Linked DNA regions of Zea mays: region 1 is linked to region 2. A link is a contact called in public Hi-C data. All regions are on one chromosome and are shown on one strand. Each heading gives the region's core, a stretch centred on a gene start, on an enhancer-like site or on the middle of the called end of the contact. The rest is flanking DNA. Distances are from core to core; before and after follow the strand shown.

Region 1 (6,943 bases), core at 3,609-6,108, 140 kb after region 2:
AAATTTGTACTATTTGTTCATCTAGCCTCTACAAACTTACTTCATGCATAGATGTCCCTTTTTTGGAATATTTACTATTTTTTGTGGGTTAAATGCCTTCCTAGCCAAAAATAAATAAATACTAGCAAATTTGGTCAACAAATAGTGAAACTTGGCATGGACTCATGTTTTGGCCTTCTTTGCTTAAGGTAAAAAATTCAGAGGATTATGCGAAAGTTTGAATATAGGTGCTTCACAAATGGACACATATCTCACTAAGTTTCATGACATTGGACAACAACTACATGGTTTGATTTACATTTCTTAGTTTTGTTTGTTTTCTACCTTGAAATTTGTACTATTTGTTCATCTAGCCTCTACAAACTTACTTCATGCATAGATGTCCCTTTTTTGGACTATTTACTATTTTTTGTGGGTTAAATGCCTTCCTGGCCAAAAATAAATAAATAAATAGTAAATTTGGTAAAAAAAAAATAGTGAAAATTGGCATGGACTTATGTTTTGACCTTATTTGCTTAAGGTAAAACATTCAGAGGATTATGCGAAAGTTTGAATATAGGTGCTTCACAAACGGACACATATCTCACTAAGTTTCATGACATTGGACTACAACTACATGGTTTGAGCTACATTTCTTAGTTTTATTTGTTTTCTTCCTTGAAATTTGTACTATTTGTTCATCTAGCCTCTACAAACTCACTTCATGCATAGATGTCCCTTTTTGGACTATTTACTATTTTTGTGGGTTACATGCCTTTCTATCCAAAAATAAATAAATAAATAGCAAATTTGGTCAAATAATAGTGAAACTTGGCATGGACTCATGTTTTGGATTTATTTGCTTAAGTTAAAAAATTCAGAGAATTATGCAAAAGTGTGAATATAGGTGCTTCACAAACGAACACATATCTCACTAAGTTTCATGACATTGGACTACAACTACATGGTTTGAGCTACATTTCTTAGTTTTATTTGTTTTCTTCCTTGAAATTTGTACTATTTGTTCATCTAGACTCTACAAACTTACTTCATGCATAGATGTCCCTTGTTTGGAATATTTACTATTTTTTGTGGGTTAAATGCCTTCCTAGCCAAAAATAAATAAATAAATAGCAAAATTGGTCAAAAAATAGTGAAACTTGGTATGGACTCATGTTTTGGCCTTATTTGCTTAAGGTAAAAAATTCAGAGGACTATGCGAAAGTTTGAATATAGGTGCTTCACAAATGGACACATATCTCACTAAGTTTCATGACATTGGACAACAACTACATGGTTTGATTTACATTTCTTAGTTTTGTTTGTTTTCTTCCTTGAAATTTGTACTATTTGTTCATCTAGCCTCTACAAACTTACTTCATGCATAGATGTCCCTTTTTTGGACTAATTACTATTTTTGTGGGTTAAATGCCTTCCTAGCCAAAAAATAAATAAATAGCAAATTTGGGCAAAAAAAGTGAAACTTGGCATGGGCTCATGTTTTGGCCTTATTTGCTTAAGTTTAAAAATCCAGAGGATTATGCAAAAGTGTGAATATAGGTGCTTCACAAACGGACACATATCTCACTAAGTTTCATGACATTGGACTACAACTACATGGTTTGAGCTACATTTCTTAGTTTTGTTTGTTTTCTTCCTTAAAATTTGTACTATTTGTTCATCTAGCCTCTACAAACTTACTTCATGCATAGATGTCCCTTTTTTGGACTATTTACTATTTTTTGTGGGTTACATGCCTTCCTAGCCAAAAAACAAATAGATAGAAAATTTGGTCAAAAATAGTGAAACTTGGCGTGGACTTATGTTTTGGCGTTATTTGCTTAAGGTAAAAATTCAGTGGATTATGCAAAAGTTTATAGGTGAATTTAATTGGACAAATTGCAAAAAATAGACCCTAGAAGGATCGAACCCAACACCCTAAACACCTTACCACTGACACAATCCACTGCGCCATATGTAAGTGACATATGTTTTGACAAAGAAAATTTATTTGACCAATCACATGTGTGCGGATTCAAGGAGCAAGCACCAGCGCGAGACGGCCGGAGCTCAGGATGTCGAGCAGCAGAGGCACGGATCCGCTGTAGACACGGAGCAGCAGAGGCAGCAGAGTCACTGGACCGCGGATCCGTCCGCCCGGAGCTCAGGCCACGGAGCAGCAGAGGCACGGAGCAGCCGGAGATCGACCGCGGATCCGTCCGCCCGGTAGGCCGCCACGCCGGTGAAGATCCACCCGCCTGGGGAAGACCGGCACGCCTGCCTGCTCTAGCTCGAGGAGCGCTGGAGATCCACCCGCCTGGAGAAGACCGGTAGGCTGCCGCGTCTGCCTGCCTGGACAAAACCGGCAGGCCGCTCCGTCGAAGAATCAGGTCGCTGTGCCTTCGAAGAATCAGGCCGCGGCGCCGGTGAAGAAGCAAGCCGCGACACCGAGGATATACCAGGGCACCAGGCAGCGGAGATCCGTCCACAACCGGTAGGCCGCGCGCCGAAGATCTGCCAGGCGCCGGAGATCCGTTCGTCCGCGGATCCGTCCGCTCGGTAGGCCGCTGCAGGCCTCCGCGTCGTCGAAGAAGCAGGCCGCCGCGCCGGTGAAGAAGCAGGCTGCCACGCTGCCGAGGATGTGCCAGGCGAAGGAGAGAGGGAGAGTTGGAGTCGGGATCGGAGAAGAAGAGGCTGCGCAAGCGCAGGAGAGAGTAAAAGTTTGTAGTGGGCCCGTCCTGTAAGTAATGTTAAAGTGGACGGAGATGACGTCTAAGCGCATTTCTGAGCAAATGGAACGAGCGCTGGGTAAAACTGAGTAAGAAGAAAAACTAAGGATAGCAATGAGTAGTGTGGCGATACTAAAGGGACCAATGTAAAAAACCCTAACAAAAGCCGCTAAATCGTTCGCTAAAATATAGCGGGGCTTACTCGTCCAGCAAATCTGGTGGACCGGCGAGCGATCGCTATACAATGTTTCGCTCGCGCGCGCCCTCCTGTCCACTCCCGTGCAACCGATGGTAGAAGAAGACGCACATGTCGACGTCGTTGTCAGCGGTGGTTTCCACCACGCTGAGCAGTCGACATACAATACACGAGCAGCCGCCTCCGTCGGCTGGTCGCGGGCCTCCAAGACGCGACAGCGCTGGCCACGAGCACTGATCCGGACGCGACGGTGGTGGCCGTCGTGTGATCAAGCTCGGACTCCGCGACGGCGCACAAGAGCTCGGCCGTGCCATCCACCAGTCCGCCGCATACGGTGCCGCGCTCGTCCGCGCCCAGTGCGCACACGAAGTGTGGCCCGCGGCGGAGCATACCCCCGGTGAGCAAGGCACCATGGCCGTCGGGTCGAGCTCGAATACTGGGTCAGGGCGGAGGACCTCGAGCACGACATACCCCTCCACGCCGCACTCGCTCATGTGTTTGGTGGCTTTGGCCCAGACGATTTGGAGAAAACGATGCAGGTCGGGGGAAATGCAAAAAAAAACCATTTGTAATATGTAAACCAATTAAAATGTTGTCGATAAATATGGATTCAAAAATTTCTATTAACAGACGTTGGTGAAAAATATAGAAGATTAGATAGAGAGAAACAGATTTAGAGGATGATGCTGGTGATGAGGAAGGTATAGAGGATAAAATCTTTTAGAATATACTGTAAAATATAAATAATATTTATTTAGGGGATAAAATTTATAGAAAGTTGCTGGAGACAGCTTTATCTAGGGAGTTCTTATCCGTCCGAATAAATATCTAGTCCCAATATCTGTATTCGTACTGTTTCTAACTATCCGATTCCGAATCCGATCGAGATAAGTATCTGCCTGTTTGTTACTCTAGTGTTATCCATATCACCCTACCGGATTGAAATTGCTAGTGACTCCGACTCAGGATTGCGTGTGCAAATTTGTTAGATTTTTAGGACATGTACAACTTCATCAAGTGGTTTTTAGGGGTTAAGAAAAAAATAAAGAGACGTTCCATGATTTTATATACTTATTTTATTTTAACTATATTTATTATGATCTAAGAACTCAAAATTATATTATACAGTTTTTAGTTATCTTTTATATTTAAAAAACCGTTTTAGTGCATGTTTGCTGGCGCTTGCTGGTGTCAAGCAGAGATGAGTGATGCGGATGCTGAATTGCTGATGCGTGCAATATGTTTTACGGTAAAAAACTTTTACCTCAAGGCTGAAAGCGAATATTCGGAAAAGTGAAGGGGAGGGGAGGGGATGGGATGGTGGGCCGAGAAAAGAAATAATTCCTGACGGATTCCATCATACGGACACGGCCACAGCCCACTTGGGCCCTCCATTCTCCACCTTCTCTGCTTTGCTCCGAGAAAACGGTAATGTCCTATTGCGCCGGTGGTCCAAAGTCCAAAGCATGTTTTATATACTGACTGTAAGTTTACATTTTTTTTTCTTTTTTTCCTTCTACGTTATCATTTAGTTCTTTGACATCCGGTTGTTATATATTTGCTCTGACGACGGACAAGACGCCACCCGACACTTCATCCGTCACACCTCTAGACTCTAGATTGTAGAGGACCGGAGCGGATCTATGTAGTAGTGAGGGCACAACCGCACAACCCCTGCTGACCTGCTCATTTATATGTTGTACATGGTAGAGTATAGATTTTCATCATAGAGTTTCCAGCCCATTTGAACTTAAATATCCTTGTTCTTATATTTTAGGGTTTGTTCTTATAAGAGCATCTTCAAGAGAGGTTCTAAAATAGGTCATATTTTAAAATATAGGAGTGAGATCAAAAAATAGCTTTCCAACAAAGTCACTATTTCATAAATTTTAATTAAATTAATATAGGAGTTTAACTCCTAGGTCTCAAATATGCTACCTTGACCGAGGGACCTATCTCTTCTCCAACCAACTTCCACCGCTTGCTCTGGCAGTGGTACCCACCCGACGCCCGCCTCCCTTCCTTCGTGCATCGGCGATCCGCGCTACCCACCGGAGGTCGCCTCCCTCCCCACTCTGCACGACGAACCCCCATATCGAGCCTACACCCGCATCATTCCCATCTCCCAGGTGCCATGGTCTCGTTCCGCACAGGGAGCTCTGCCCCCGGACCCGCCGGCCGCCTCCCTCACCACCCGCACGACGAGGCAGACCGACTGACGTGCCACCTGCACGATGAGCCCAGACTCATCGGCGCATTCCTCCCCACCCGCCGGTGCGTCCATTCCTAGCCGCCGGTGCACCACGCTCATCACCCGGTCGGCACGCCAATCAACTACGGCCAACTCCTCAGTGAATGTTCCAAAGTGCGCTGGCCTTGTTTTATGATTTCTCATATATCTCTCCATCTTCTGTGACTTGCCTGATTCCTGTGTTCCCAGCTGCTCAGTGAATGTCGCTATTTCTTTATGTGTTGCTAGCATCTATTATTTAGATTGCGAGACGAGCTTGAACTCTGCAATAGATTTATGACATGTTTTTTGTTTCAGCTCCATTGCAAGATTTTAATTGTTTTAGCTCCAGTACAAGCTCGCTTTGCTCCAGTACTTCAATAATCCGAGAATAGAACTGTAGGATTGCGTGAAGGAGTCTCTGCATATCAGCCGGACATGGAGGATTGCAGTCGGACGCCGGCGGAGTGATGTGACCGATGTCGTGCTGAGAAACAATACCTATGTAGCGGTGTGTTGGCACCCATCTGGGTCTCAATCAGTGTGAGGTGTATCTGTGGCTGTGCTCTCTGCGGAGGTGCGCATGGTCTGTAGCCTGGGGTCAGATAGTCTGTGACCTGGCAGCAGGAGCGAGGTTCTCCACATCGAGTTGGACAGTCCGCACGTGCGCAGAGGCGATGGCTTTCGCAACAGCACCTGGATCTAACTATCAGGAGGGATCCCGTCATGGAGGAGAGTTCCGAGGGTTTTTCTTGGGATTGACACCTCCAGACGACGCAGAGTCGAATCGAGGTGAAGACGGCTACATTATTGTCTACTCCTAAGGAAAAAGTAAAGGAACAGAAGATATAATGATTTGGTTCGATTGTTAGCGCTTCAATTGCCCGTACCCCTTCAATTATATAATGGGGAGGTATGGACCTATTACTAGGCGTTCTCCAACAACTCCCACAAGTTTAGAGGGATAAACACACGTGAAGATAGGAGTTAATCCGCTTGATCTGATCTAATCACAGACTATCTGCTTCTAAGGGCGGACTGTCCGCAGGCTAGACCATCTCGGCTTTAGGGCCGGACCGTCCAGTTGTGCTCAGTGCCACAAACAGCGGTCAACACATGCCCCTTGCCTTTTGGGGAAGCCAAGCGAACCAAAAGCACTAGTGTTGGCTACAAACAACTCGATGTGACAACATTGGTTTTTCTAAGCATCTTGCCACATACTAAGATGATATTGCTTCAGAAATGACCATTCAACGCCTTGGGCGGGTTCTCGCCTTGCAAAGTTTGCAACATGTAGGCATTACCTGCTATCACCTATGTGATTCTGAAAGAGCCTTCCCAGCTTGGTGACCATTTGTCGAATTTCTGGTCTCTACTTCTTAATGGCAAGATGGTCTTTCGTACTATATCTCCAACTTGAAATGATTTAGCCTTGACCTTATTGCTATAAGCTTTGCCAACCATGATCTTGTCTTTCTCGATCTCTCCTAGAGACACCCATCTTTTATCTATTACTTCGTCGATATTGTCCATCATCAAATTATAATAATCCTCGACAGTTAGATCGTTCTGCCTGGCTGAAAGTCGCCTAGAGGGAGGGTGAATAGGCAAATCTGAAATTTATAAACTTTAAGCACAACTACAAGTCGGGGTTAGCGTTAGAAATATAAGTGAGTCCGAAAGAGAGGGCGAAAACAAATCAACCAAAGAAATAGAGCGGATGACACGGTGATTTGATTTACCGAGGTTCGGTTCTTGCAAACCTACTCCCCGTTGAGGTGGTCACAAAGACCGAGTCTCTTCCAACCC
Region 2 (6,192 bases), core at 2,762-5,261:
AAGGTACTTAGCATAGCATGTTAGGATTTAGCGATTGGCATTCAGGCAGCATAACAGGCAGCCAACCTTACATGCAAGTGCTAAACAAGAGTGTTTACTGCTGCACATTAGCGAAAAGGCCTCTAGCCGAGTTGTTTAGGTGATGTGAGTAGCACTCCTCAGGTCCTAAGTTCAACTCCGCGTGAGAGCGAATTTCAGGTTGAGATGAAAAAAATCTACTCGTTTGTCCCACATCAAAGCACAGGTCTAAGGCTCGCCCCCGGTTGCGATCGTTATCACATGGGCTACAGTGTCGCTGTGTATGAGTGGGGCAGGGGTTTAAGGATTTTCTCGGGCTGCATGATGAAGTCTTCTTCTTAATACAACTATGATCCCGGGGGAGGGAAGGGGCTGATGGTGGCGGCCACGCAAGTGAGGGGGAGGGGCGGCAGGGTCACGGGGGAAGGAGAGAGATGATCCAAATAATATTGTCCATTGGGTTTGAGTGAATAAGGGAGAGGAGGTTATGCAGCGATCTGAACCGTTGGTTTTGATGGTGTGTTAAGTCCGAATGCAATTTGTTTGGTGAATTTAGTGGATGTTATGGGTGTGGGGTGATTTGGTTGGGTGGATTTTGCAAAAATTAAACTGGTGGATTATATAGTGGTATAGATGTCCGAAGATTGTCCTACCACCCGCAGGTCGATTTTTTTACTGCTGCACATTAAAGTCCTCAAGGATGTCTCCAGCAGATCGTACATATAGTCATGCAAAACATTGTTTTGCACTATACAATGTATTGTTCACAGAGTGAAGTTTGAAATGGGAGATGGAATGAGAGGTATGATCGGTAAGTTGCAGGAGATAGCCTAATAACTTAATAATATCTTAAATATGAAAGATATGCTAGTAACTAATACTAAAACAAACTATGAAAGACAGCTTGTCAATTGTCATCATCAAAAGCCCAGTTTGCAGCACATGCTGCACATCAGTATTCAGCCATCCAAAGCAATATCCAATTGGAAAGTCCCTCCTCCTTTAATCCTGACTCCAGATTCATCCTCCATTTCTTCATCTTCTTGAGTTAGAAAGATGGGACCATGGCCCTGTTTGTTTGGGCTTTTTTCAGCTTCTGGCCACCAAAAGCTGTTGCGCACTGCCAAACGCCCCAGCTATTCAGCCCGCTTCTATAAGAATCGTTTTAGTAAAAATCGTCTAAAATCAACATGAACACAAAATCGGCCGAGTCGTCGCGATAGTAGGAATTCATCGCTTTCTAGATCCTGAACCATTTGAACCACTTCATCTTACTCCGCACGTAATCCCCTCCAGTGTTTACAAGTCGTCCGACTAGTCGGGCTGGTCGCCTGGAAGAGGGCGATTAGGAGGACGACGCGATTAGGGTTTCTAGTCGTCCTAGTCGTCCGACTAGTCGTCGACCTGGGCGATTAGTCGTCTGGTCGAACGCTTCCTGGTCGTTTTTTGTCGTTGCAATTTTGGTACTGGGCTTCACTCAGGTTTTTGGCCCATCTACAGTAGCCCGCCCCTCCAAAAACGCTCCCAGCCGCCAGAAACCCGCCAGTACCCCTCCCAGCCGCCAAAAACCCTACTCCTCTCCTCTGTCCTCTCTGGTTTCTGCCGACGTCTCTGCTCCAGCCTCCAAGTGCTCCAGCCGTCCAGCGGCGTCCAGTACTCCAGTGCTCCGGCATCTGTGCTGCTGCTGATGCATTTTGTTTGGATGCTGATCTGCTCTAGGTAGCAGCCAGTAGCAGCCAGCAGGTAATGCAGTACTTTTTACTGAATTACTGCAAGTAATTATGCCAATATTACTTTCAGTTTGAAATTTGGACTTTGGATGGATTCAGTTTTACACTTTTATTGAATTACTACTAGTTTGCTACTAATTATGCCTATATTATTGCAGAAATGCAGTGTTTATATAGTTAATATATAGTTATATACATATACATATGTCCTTAAATCTATAGGACGACTAACGGACGACCAGAGGTCGACCAGGACCGATTAGGTCGACTAATCGTCGCCCTAATCGCGATTAGTCGCCTGGTCGCGCCTCTCGCTCGACCAGCTGGTCGCCCGACTTGTAAACATTGATCCCCACGATACTCAGATTTTTCTCATAGCCAGATTCTTATAAAAGTTGGCCAGAAAAAGCTGAATCAAACAGGTCACATGTCCGCCACCAATAAGTGCATCCTCCTCGCTGTTTTCATCATCTTCATTGGTGTTTTCACTTCCAGCAACCATTGACCGCAGGCTCAATTCAGCTGGCAGCTAGGTCAAAACCAGAGGATATGCGATACAGCTAGTATATATAGGTGGTGGTATGGTCCTTGAATGCTACCCAACTGACCTGCTGAAGCCCAAGTTGCTTTCTACAGGCTGATTGTTCGACTAGAAAGCACCAACTGGTTGTGGCTAGTCAATGATTGGTCATCTGGTCAAGCAACCAGTGACTAGGAAAACTAATTGAATTGCTTCACCTAATCGATGTCCAAGGGCCGATTTGTCGATGAGTTGGTTAATCGAGCAATTTGAAAACATTGATGATGAGGCATAATAAACACAACAAATGCCTCAGTATGCAACCATACTTAATCAAGCAATCTACATGCATACCAAAGGGCTTTATTCGTTAAAGGTTCCAATTACTTCTAACAAAATTCAGAACTGTATATAACATGTATGGAGCACACTGTCATGAACTAATCCTCATTAGTCATTTACATTTTGTATTAACTCAACTCTCTGCTGCCAAGACCTCTGTCTGAAACAGGTACTGAGCGCATTGCCCGCGAAAGCAGTCATTTGGTCTTTTGCCATTCACCAGAAATCCGGCTCTCTGCCACTCTAAGCTCATCCTGTGTGTACACCATTTACCAACTCCTGAGAGTCTGATGAGACTATAAGCTCAAGTGCTCCACCAAGATCAAAGTTCCCAATGTACCACGGCAGCCTTCAAAAAATTGCACTACACATCTATTTGTCCTTGACTATTTTCAACAGCCACTGAATCTCTAGGAAGCAGTCGCGCTCCTCCCCCGTTGCTATCCACGGATGACGACAACAAATTCATAACACAGGAAGCCGATGCCACCAAATCCTTCCAGGACCATAAACATCGCTCTCAATCCCAAGGCCGAAAAGCACAAGCCGATTGCCGCGTATCATCCATCACTTTGGTTGCTTCCGCAGGCATGCGAGCACGAATTCAACGCCTCCATCAACCCCTCAGGTACGAAATCAGTACGCTGTGAACCCGCGCTACCAAAACGGCTGAATCAACCAGCTCAGCAAAATTCAATTCACATTTCTCAGCACCCACCCACCTAATCCGCAGTGCAACAGTACTACACCACCAAAATCAAATCATCTGATTTATAGTGTCAGTACGCATCCGAATTCCATCACCCTCAGCAACAGTAAACTCCAATCATCACTTCACCGCGCAAACAGCGAAACCCAACCAGACAAACATGCAAGCGACCACGAACCAGTCGGCAGCCCGTGCAGGCAGCTGGTGCGTGCAAACTGCCAACTTACAATCAAGCGGAGGAAGTGAGACAAGAAGCGAGCAGAGCAGGGTGGGTTACCGTCGCCGGCGTCGGTGACCGCGCGCGCCAGCCGCGGCAATGTGGCAGCGGCGATCAGCAGCAGGACGAGGACCGGCGCCGCCCCGAGGCGGACGCACCGGCCGCCCCCCGCCGCCCCCATCACTCGGTCGGGGGCCGGACGAACTCTCGCGCCAGCTAACAGCGCAGCGCCACCTCCGCGCAGCAGCACGGACGCATCAGCCGCCGCGGGCGGTGGCGATCGCGGATACCGAGGCGGCTTGCGTAGATCTAGAGAGAGAGAGAGGGTGGGGGAGAGGTGGATTCTCTGAGGTTTGCTTTCCCGGAGCACGATTCTCCCCTTACGCTCTGCCCCCGTCTGTTTTTGTTGGCTTCTAGAATCTAGCTGTAAGGAGTGGAGAGATAGAGAGAGACTGGGAGTGGCGGCGAAGTGAGAGAAAGGCAGCGGAGGAGGGATGGGGGAGCGTCAAGCGTGGGGGAGCAAGCAACGGGCGTGAAAAGATGGAGAGAGAAAGGGTGGGTACTGTGTGGGAGTGCTGACTGGTGAGGTGAGCGGTGGTGAGGAAAGCAGTGGAGGGAAAGCTTTTTTTACGACAAATGTACCCAACTAGTTAATCAAATTTTACTAAAAAGTTTACTTGAAGTCCTAAACAACTGGAGTAATAGTTTATTAGTTCATAGAACTCAGCTATTAATAGCTAACAACCAGTATGAACTCAACTATTAAGAGCTAACAACTACTCAAGTAGTTCACTAATTTTTAGCTAGATATTTTTAAGTCATAGATAACAAGTAGTTCTAATCTATTTAAAATAGGGTCTATTACACCAGTACAAAAGTACCTGCAGCCACTCCCTCAGTTATCTCCCGCAGTCATATTCTTTCCTTTGTGCACCAAAGAAAAGCGCCAACTGTAACGCCTTTCTTTCCCTTGCTCACTTTATCCAACGAACGAGTTTTTTTTATCTTGTCATCGTATCAACGGGATGGAAACGGGTCAGCTGAACTAAAAACCCGCTCACGATCATACTTGTGAGTTTATTTAGGGTGTGTTTGGTTGCATTGACAGAATGGATGGAACCAGATGATCCCTCAAATAAGGTTGTTTGGTTTAGGGTCAGTGGCTGGGACAGGACTATCCAAGTGTTGTCCACAGTTATCTCTCAAAATTAGAGGAATAAGAGAGGACGTCAGGGGACGTCTCTGTCCTGGCTGTCCCGCAACCAAACGCACCCTTAAACCCACCTATAATCATATCTACGAGTGCAATTCCAAACTCTCACCGAACCTGTCGGGTTTAGGTGGATTTCGAATCACTCACGGGTTTTAAATTAGTGTACACTTTTAAATAATAATTCAGCTATAAGCAATTAAATATTGCCGTGGTTTTAGAAATCGGAGAAACAATATAATTTATGTTCGGTGGAGGAGGCTAGCGTGGACTCACACCGAGTGATGAATTAAGTGACTAGAGAGGATTATACTGGTTTAGACTCGCACCCTACGTCCAGTGTAGTGTTGATCGTTGTATTGCTCTTGGAAGCGTGTTATAAAGAGAAGTGTGAGAACGAGAGAAAGGAAGAACTCTGGCTGAATGCCCCTCACACTCTCCTTAGTTTAAAAGAGTAGGGGGCAAAAAAACCGTAATCCGCTACCTAAACCTAAATTATCCGAACCCGATTTTTATTTAAGAATTTCAGATAACAACTTTAAAAACCCAAATTAATTTAGATAATTCGGCTACCATCCTCCGGTACCCGAAATACCCCGAACTCACTACCCATGAGTCGTTTGCTGTTTAGAAAGCGAGTTTTCCATTGTTTTCTAGATAGGGGAGAGAGGGAGTACGTACATTGGTAGCATTGCACATTTTTTTCTTCCTGATCCCGTTGAGTATATTTGATGTACAACTAAAATACTAAATTGCTGGGACTAAGAGGGTGGTTGTTTGAGATTATAATTTGTCTAAATTATATAATTCAATAAATTTTAAACTAAATGTTAGGGGGTGTTTGTTGGGATTATAATCTGTCTAGATTATATAATCTAACAAATTTTGAACTAAGTGTTAGTTTAAAATTTGTTAAATTATAAATCTGGATAGATTATAATCGCAAATAAACATATCTTTAGTTTAAAATTTGTTGAATTATACAATTTGAACAGATTATAATCGTAAACAAACACCCCCTACACTATACCACGGAACATTATTTGCAACTTATGGTCTGTCGGTAAAATCAGTTTTACCGACGAACTATAGGTTGGTAAAGACCTTTACCGACGGACCACGAACGTCGTTGCAAGCTGTGTCGGTAAAACTTTTACCGACCGACCGTTGTTTTACCGACTTATCTTCCGTCGCTAAAAGAGAAGTTTTACCGACGCTTCATCATTTGGTAATAATAGTATTACCGACTCTCTAAGAGTTGCAGCTGCCATGTAAGGTCCATGTTCATTGTTCAATACAGAGGAACTAGCTTCTCCATGTAAGGTCCATGTTCTATACCCTTTTAAAAATCCATCACAAATCAAGTGTTCTCGAACTTCAATAGCCTCCCGCCAAAATGAGTTGACACACTTCCTACAAGGGCATAAAATCTTGCTTCCTACCGCT

What was found. A called contact is a pair of places that touch in the nucleus more often than the background predicts.
Region 1: a Hi-C map of tassel shows a contact between it and region 2, with 5 times the contacts expected there. The contact joins the promoter of LOC100278031 here to the promoter of LOC100383536 in region 2. A contact is called at or near these places in 13 of 25 Hi-C or Micro-C datasets (bundle sheath, ear, endosperm and 4 more) and 1 of 3 datasets of contacts at active chromatin or transcription factors (leaf).

The regions. Positions count from the first base shown.
Region 1 is chr5:89,966,726-89,973,668 of Zm-B73-REFERENCE-NAM-5.0, forward strand. It overlaps LOC100278031, which reads left to right and starts at 4,859. Exons shown (of 1, transcript NM_001364313.1): 1 at 4,859-5,451. The coding sequence starts at 5,039. The coding sequence ends at 5,194. It also overlaps the pseudogene LOC112577496.
Region 2 is chr5:89,829,703-89,835,894 of Zm-B73-REFERENCE-NAM-5.0, forward strand. It overlaps LOC100383536 (putative STRUBBELIG family receptor protein kinase), which reads right to left and starts at 4,012. Exons shown (of 17, transcript NM_001176184.2): 1 at 3,597-4,012. The coding sequence starts at 3,717.